2 separate regions of the Zea mays genome follow, and region 1 is linked to region 2. Evidence: chromatin contacts called from public Hi-C data. All regions are on one chromosome and are shown on one strand. Each heading gives the region's core, a stretch centred on a gene start, on an enhancer-like site or on the middle of the called end of the contact. The rest is flanking DNA. Distances are from core to core; before and after follow the strand shown. Region 1 holds the start of LOC100382649 (putative leucine-rich repeat receptor-like protein kinase family protein). Region 2 holds the start of LOC100193303.

Region 1 (3,361 bases), core at 425-2,924, 520 kb before region 2:
CTCTTCAGTCTCTTCCTCCTATCTTCTAGAGTTCTACTTCTCCGTATAGATCCTTAGCTCGTTGCAACTTTCCTTTCCTATCGTCATGTACTCAGATCATAATTGAATCCAATTATCCAGTGTTTGGTTGAGAGGTGTTGCTAACAATTTTCGTTGACTGCGAGGTAGCTTTAGCGACTTTGACTATCGTATCTCGAGAATTTACAAGCCCAGCCATGTATGTATGGTATGAGCAGCCATGTAGGGCGCTAAGACTGTCTTCAGCGGTTGCCCCTAAATTTGGCCCCCCTATATCCCACTCACGTGCCACGTCAGCGTTCTCTTTCCTCCTATATCTCCACCCTGTACAGCGGTTCCCCCTAAATCCTTCCCCTACACCCCACTACAACCATAAAATATCATTTTCTATACCTACTTTTCATCTCTTGTCAATTTTTATTCTACTAACAATTAATTCAACAGTACAAGCACAGTGTTTAGAGGGCTTGCCACAGTCCTCCACATCTAGCGGAGCACTGCTCCCAGCGCTACCACTGTTGCTTGTAGGGGAAGGTTTAGAGGTGGCCGCTGCACCCATCTCGTCACCCTAAGGGCATGTTCGGTTACACTAATCCAGAGGGGGATTGAAGGGGTTTAAATCCCCTTCTAGTCATTTTTGACTAGGAGGGGATTTAATCCCCTTCAATCTCCCTCTGGATTGGTGTAACCAAACAAGCCCTAAACGTGCACAGTGCAAGGGGAGGGGGAAGGGCGCGGCATGCGCTGAAGACAGTCTAATAGTTGGCTGACACGCGTCTGCTGCGTCTTGGCACTTGGCAGCATGCTCCTCGCCCATCGTCGTCCTAGTCCTGCCTACGTGATGGTCGGTGAGCGGTGAGCCTGCCTTCTTTTCCTCCCCACGTCGCCCGGCCGGCGAGCCCTGTGCTCTGCTGCATTGCATGCCCCCCCGGCCTCTGCATGCTGGAGCTCGACCACCGAGCGGCAGAGGCAGACACAAGACACGTCCAAAGCTAGCCTGTCCTATCTCCCTGCTCGGCTGTTTGCTTGTCCGTATGGACAGAATCCGCAAAACAAGCACAGGCAAAGCATGGCCAATGTTGTCAGCTGTCTTGGCTTGGGGGCCTTGTGCATGGCGTGGGGACGTGGGGTGCTCTCGTTCGTTCAGTTCAAAGTTTGAATTCAAAAAAAAAATGAACTTGGCAGGAAAAAGGTGCAAAGCGAAAGAAAGCCAAGTCCTTGCCGTGCTGCGTGCAAAGCAATCATCGTCGCCCACACACTGCAGTGAAGTCATTCACGGCCCATCGCTTTCCTCATTCCCGCCGGCCTAACCCAAGTGTCGGCTGACGAGACTGTGTGAGAGTTGGAGAGCTGCGGATGGATCCGTCGGTCAACCGCTGCCTGTAATAATAATTAACAACAAGTTTTCTAATTCCTAATAAAGTGCTGCTACAATTCGATTGCCAGCAGAGGCTCACATGGGAATTGAAGGCGCAGATCGCTGACCGCGCCGCCGTCACTTGCCGAGCACGCACCGCGGTAGTAGCCGACACCGCCGCGCACAACGTTCCGTTCGTCTCCCCTCGAACCAGTCCTCCCACCAAAAACGCACTCCCGAACCCGACTCTCCTCTTGCTCGCTCTCGGTGGCGTCTCCGCCTCCGCAGTCCGCACTCGCGCACGCTTCCCTTCCCTTCCTCGCCCACGCGGACGCGGCCACGGCCGCTCCAAGCTAGCAGCAGAGCGAGAGCAGCCAATTTTGGCGCACCTCTCTCACTCTCCCTCCCTCCGTTCAGCAGCGTTCGTTTCGTTGCTCACTCAGATCCAGCCATTCAGGTGAGAGAGTAGGGGCAGCGATGCCCACGCCGCCGCTCCGTGGGGCGGGGCTCCTGCTCCGTATCTGCCTCTTCCTCTGCCTCTCACTCCGCCCCCGCCTGGCCTCCTCCGAGCCCGACGCCGACAAGGCGGCGCTGCTGGCGTTCCTCTCCGGCGTGGGCCGCGGCGCCACCGCCCGCGCGCGCATCAACTGGTCCACCACCCACCTCGCCTGCAGCGCCGACGGCCCCGGCCCCGGCTGGACGGGGGTCACCTGCAGCGCGGACGGCGCGCGCGTCGTGGCGCTGCACCTCCCGGGGCTGGGCCTCTCGGGCGCCGTGCCGCCGGGCACGCTCGGCCGCCTCACCGCGCTGCAGCTGCTCAGCCTGCGCTCCAACGACCTCTCCGGCCCGCTCCCCGCCGACCTCCTGCGCCTGCCCGCGCTCGAGGGCCTCCACCTCCACCGCAACGCCTTCTCCGGCGCGCTCCCCGCCGCCCTCGCGGGGCTGACCGCGCTCCAGGTGCTCGACCTCTCTTTCAACGCCTTCGACGGCGCCGTCCCCGGCGCGCTCGCCAACCTCACCCGCCTCGTCGCGCTCGACCTCTCCAACAACTCGCTTTCCGGCCGCGTCCCGGACCTCGGCCTCCCCGCGCTCCGTTTCCTCAACCTCTCCAACAACCGCCTCGACGGGACCGTGCCGGCGTCCCTCCTCCGCTTCCCCGACGCCGCCTTCGCCGGCAACAGCCTCACGCGCCCGGCTCCGGCTCAGGCGCCGCCGGTTGTTGTCGCTCCGCCTCCTGGCCTCGCTGCGCCTCCCCCCGCGAGGCGGCGGCCCAGGCTCAGCGAGGCGGCCATCCTCGCCATTGCCGTGGGAGGGTGCGTCCTCGGGTTCGCCGTCGCGGCGCTGCTGCTCCTCGCATTCTGCAACAGCAGCAGGGAGGGCCGCGATGAAGAGACAGTAGGCGGCGGCGCGGCTGCAGGGAAGGGCGGGGAGAAGAAGGGGAGGGAATCGCCCGAGTCCAAGGCGGTCATCGGCAAGGCCGGGGACGGCAACCGGATGGTCTTCTTTGAGGCCCCGTCGCTGGCGTTCGACCTGGAGGACCTGCTCCGCGCCTCCGCCGAGGTCCTGGGCAAGGGCGCGTTCGGGACGGCGTACCGGGCCGTGCTGGAGGACGCCACCACGGTCGTCGTCAAGAGGCTCAAGGAGGTGAACGCCGGGCGGCGCGACTTCGAGCAGCAGATGGAGCTGCTCGGGCGGATCCGCCACGACAACGTCGTCGAGCTCCGCGCCTACTACTACTCCAAGGACGAGAAGCTGCTCGTGTACGATTACTACAGCCGGGGAAGCGTGTCCAACATGCTCCATGGTATGATCCGCGCTGACATCTATCCTTCGTCCTGTCACTCTCATAAGTTCAATGCTCAATTTGGAATTCTCAATTTGCAATGGGCGTCATAATAACTACCCATGTCTGTTTGTGCGTTTAGAATGGTAGCAATCGTTATAATTATAACGAGACATGAGTGGTGGGGTGTTTGTTTGGGATTA
Region 2 (3,445 bases), core at 502-3,001:
GTTGATTTTTAGAAAAGCCCAATTCACCCCCCTCTTGGGCATCGTGATCCTTTCACATGGGTGACAAATTGTAATATGACTGGTAGTTATCTGAAAATTTTGTGGTGGGAGGTGATTATGAATTGAACTAGAGAAATCTATAAATTTCTAGAAACCAATTCTGATGTTGTACCCGTTTGATTTAGATTTTAGATTTTTGGTAGCGAATCTAGTTCATAAAACCGAACCAAACACGCACTAATTTTTCTGAGTGAGTATTACCTACTGTACGTTAATCCAGTTCGGATTCAGCTTCCCTATACACATACCTGTCATATCCAATCCAATAGGGGTGGAGATTTTTTCCCAAATCTTAGGGTTCTTTTAGAATATAGGAATTTCAGATAAATCGTACGTTTATTTTATAGAATTTTATAGAATCAGTTCGTTTTCACATAAAAACACAGTAAACAAGAAAAATTCTCCTTTTTAAAGGAACCCTTAGGACATATTTGGTTACTCTAGTATTTATCCCAATACATATAGATTGAAGAAAATTAATGTATAAATTAAACTAATTTACACCAAATCTCCCTCACGTGAATAATAGACTATCTAAACATAATTTAACGAGGTTCCTATTAACACCGCTACTTGTCCCTATTCCGGGGATTGCGCGAAATGGAAAAATTTGTGATTTTGTCAATCTCAATTTTAGTTGTATGTTATTATACTATCTCGTGTTTATGACTAGTGGTCCATCTATATTTATAATCTGTGGGTCTAATAGTGTACTGACTAAACCCAAAAATAATAATAACAAAATTTCCAATGTCTCCCCGAAATGAGGCCGGCCGGCACATCTCCCGCCCGCAGCCTCTCCTTCGCCCTTGCACGGTCGATGCTGGCCGGAACAAACAAGACGACCTGGTCCAGCCAGCGTAACGCACGGACCTGTCTCCATCGGGGAGGAGGCAGGCAAAGGCAAGGCAACCATACCCATACCGTACCATACAATGGTTTTTCTTTTCTTTTTTCTTTTCGGGAGTGATTTCGTGCGTCCGAGTCATGCTCCGTCAAGGCCATGGCTGGTGTCGATCTTACTTAACTCTAGCAGGACTCTTGTAAGTGATGACGTTAGAGATTTCGAAGCTCGTGTCGTACGCAAGGAGGAGAACAGACATGAAAAAAAAACTCAGCTAACGTTTTTATTTGTTTTTTTAACAAAAATAAAGGTAAAGAAAACCACGCATGGCAAGCAAGTGGCAACGGACGTAGTTGTCAGCGGGGTAACATCCTGCTGGCCTTATCCTCACTCGTCACTCGACTCGAGTCGATCATGGCGTCGCTGTCACCACCACTGGTTGCGGCTGACTAGCCCTCCTCCTTCCTTCCTTCCTTCAGATCCATCCAGGCAGCAGCAGTAAGGGCTTGTTCGGTTATTCCCAATACACATGGATTGGATGGGATTGGAAAAAAATGTGAAGAAGTTTGACTTGTTTGGGATTCAAACCCATCCAATCCCGCTCAATCCACATGGATTGAGAGCTAACCGAACAAGCCCTAATTAGTATCTTCCCTAGACTAGCAGGGTGAATTGCCAGGACACAGTTGTCTGGCAGCTGGGGGCCGCCGCCGCCGCCGCCCGCACGCACGCACGGACGGCGTGCTGTCCGGCTGTCCCTGCCTGCGTTGCGTGTGTGTCACACCGCACCACCAATATATATAACCTGACCTGGTCCGTCCGCCACAACGCAGTACCGCACCACCACCAAGCACCGCAACCGGAGCCGGAGCCAGAGGAGGGCGAGAGGCCGAGGGGAGAGGAGCGAAGGAGGCCGCCGACCGACCGTGCGTCCGGCCCCGCGGCGGCGTCGGCAGGTGCGCTAGCTCTGTCTTCTTCTTCTCTCCCTCCGATCCCGATCCTCACGGTACCTCACGGGGATAAGCATGCCGATGATGCGGGCACGCCAGCCTCCGATCCGTTTCCACCGCCGCGCGCGCCGCCCGGCCGCTCCTCTCGTTCGTCTTGTCCTCTCCGCCTGTCTCGCGTGTCCTCACCCTTCCTCCGTCCTCCGTCGTCCCCTTTTCTTTAATGACAAATCGGCTGCGAGCCAAGTGGGGCGTGCACTCAAACCCCTCATCCCCATGAGACCGCACGAGTTGGAGCAAGGCTCAGTGCCCGCCTGCCCCCGCATGCCGTGCGATGCCATGGAGGCGCGCGTCCCTGGGCGTCGTCACGTCCTCACTCCTTGTCCGTCTGCCTGTCGCCTTGTCTCGCCTTGCAGGTCGTAGACGGCAGACGAGGAGCAGCAGCAGCACGAGGCGGCCGGGCCCGGGCCACGCCATGCCGGAGAAGGAGGCGCAGGCCGCCGCGTTCTGCGGCGAGGCGGTGATCGCCGAGTTCGAGTCCCTCACGCGGGACGCCGCCGCCGTGCAGCGCGACACGCTGCGCCGGATCCTGGCAGACAACGCCTGCGCCGAGTACCTCCGCTGCCGGGGCCTCGCGGGCCGCACCGACGCCGCCAGCTTCCGCGCCTGCGTGCCGCTCGCCACGCACGCCGACATCGAGCCCTACATTGCGCGTATCGCCGACGGCGACACGTCCCCCGTGCTCACCGCCAAGCCCATCACCTCCATCTCCCTCAGGTCGGTAATACTCGACTCGACTCGCTCTGTACATGTCGGTGAGCCACCGTGTGTGACTGACCGTCCGCTGGCCCTATTATTCCCGTGTCATGCAGCTCCGGCACGACGCAGGGGAAGCGCAAGTACCTGCCCTTCAACCAGGAGCTCGTCAAGTCCACGATGCAGATATACCGGACTTCCTACGCCTTCAGGAACAGGTGAGTGAGTGCACGCGCGCGCATATGCATGTCACACTGTCAGATCATCTATATTCTCATCGCCTCGCCTCCACACTGCACCGCGCTTCCCTCGCAGGGCGTTCCCCGTGGAGGACGGCAAGGCGCTGCAGTTCATCTACGGCAGCCGGCAGTTCACCACCAAGGGCGGGCTGACGGCGACGACGGCCACCACCAACGTGTACCGCAGCGAGGAGTTCATGCCCACGATGCGCGCCATCCAGTCGCAGGTGTGCAGCCCGGAGGCGGTGATCTTCGGCGCCGACTTCGCGCAGTCGCTCTACTGCCACCTGCTGTGCGGCCTGCTGTACGCCGACGAGGTGCGCATCGTGTCCGCCACCTTCGCGCACAGCATCGTGCTGGCCTTCCAGACCTTCGAGCGCGTGTGGGAGGAGCTGTGCGCCGACATCCGCGCGGGCGCGCTGTCGCCCGCGCGCGTCGCCGCGCCGGCCGTGCGCGGGGCCGTGGAGGCGCTGCTGGCGGGCCCGGACCCGGCGCGCGCAGACGAGGTGGCGCGCCGGTGCGCCGGGCTCAGCAACTGGTACGGCGTCATCCCGGCGCTGTTCCCCAACGCCAGGTACGTGCACGGCATCATGACGGGG

What was found. A called contact is a pair of places that touch in the nucleus more often than the background predicts.
Region 1: a Hi-C map of endosperm shows a contact between it and region 2, with 5 times the contacts expected there. The contact joins the promoter of LOC100382649 here to the promoter of LOC100193303 in region 2. A contact is called at or near these places in 5 of 25 Hi-C or Micro-C datasets (bundle sheath, ear, endosperm and 2 more).

The regions. Positions count from the first base shown.
Region 1 is chr8:27,566,111-27,569,471 of Zm-B73-REFERENCE-NAM-5.0, reverse strand. LOC100382649 (putative leucine-rich repeat receptor-like protein kinase family protein) reads left to right here and starts at 1,674. Exons shown (of 2, transcript NM_001175373.1): 1 at 1,674-3,179. The coding sequence starts at 1,853. It overlaps LOC100383812, which reads left to right. Exons shown (of 1, transcript NM_001176444.1): 1 at 1-130.
Region 2 is chr8:27,046,262-27,049,706 of Zm-B73-REFERENCE-NAM-5.0, reverse strand. LOC100193303 reads left to right here and starts at 1,751. Exons shown (of 5, transcript NM_001358702.1): 1 at 1,751-1,860; 2 at 2,268-2,628; 3 at 2,724-2,825; 4 at 2,923-3,445. The coding sequence starts at 2,327.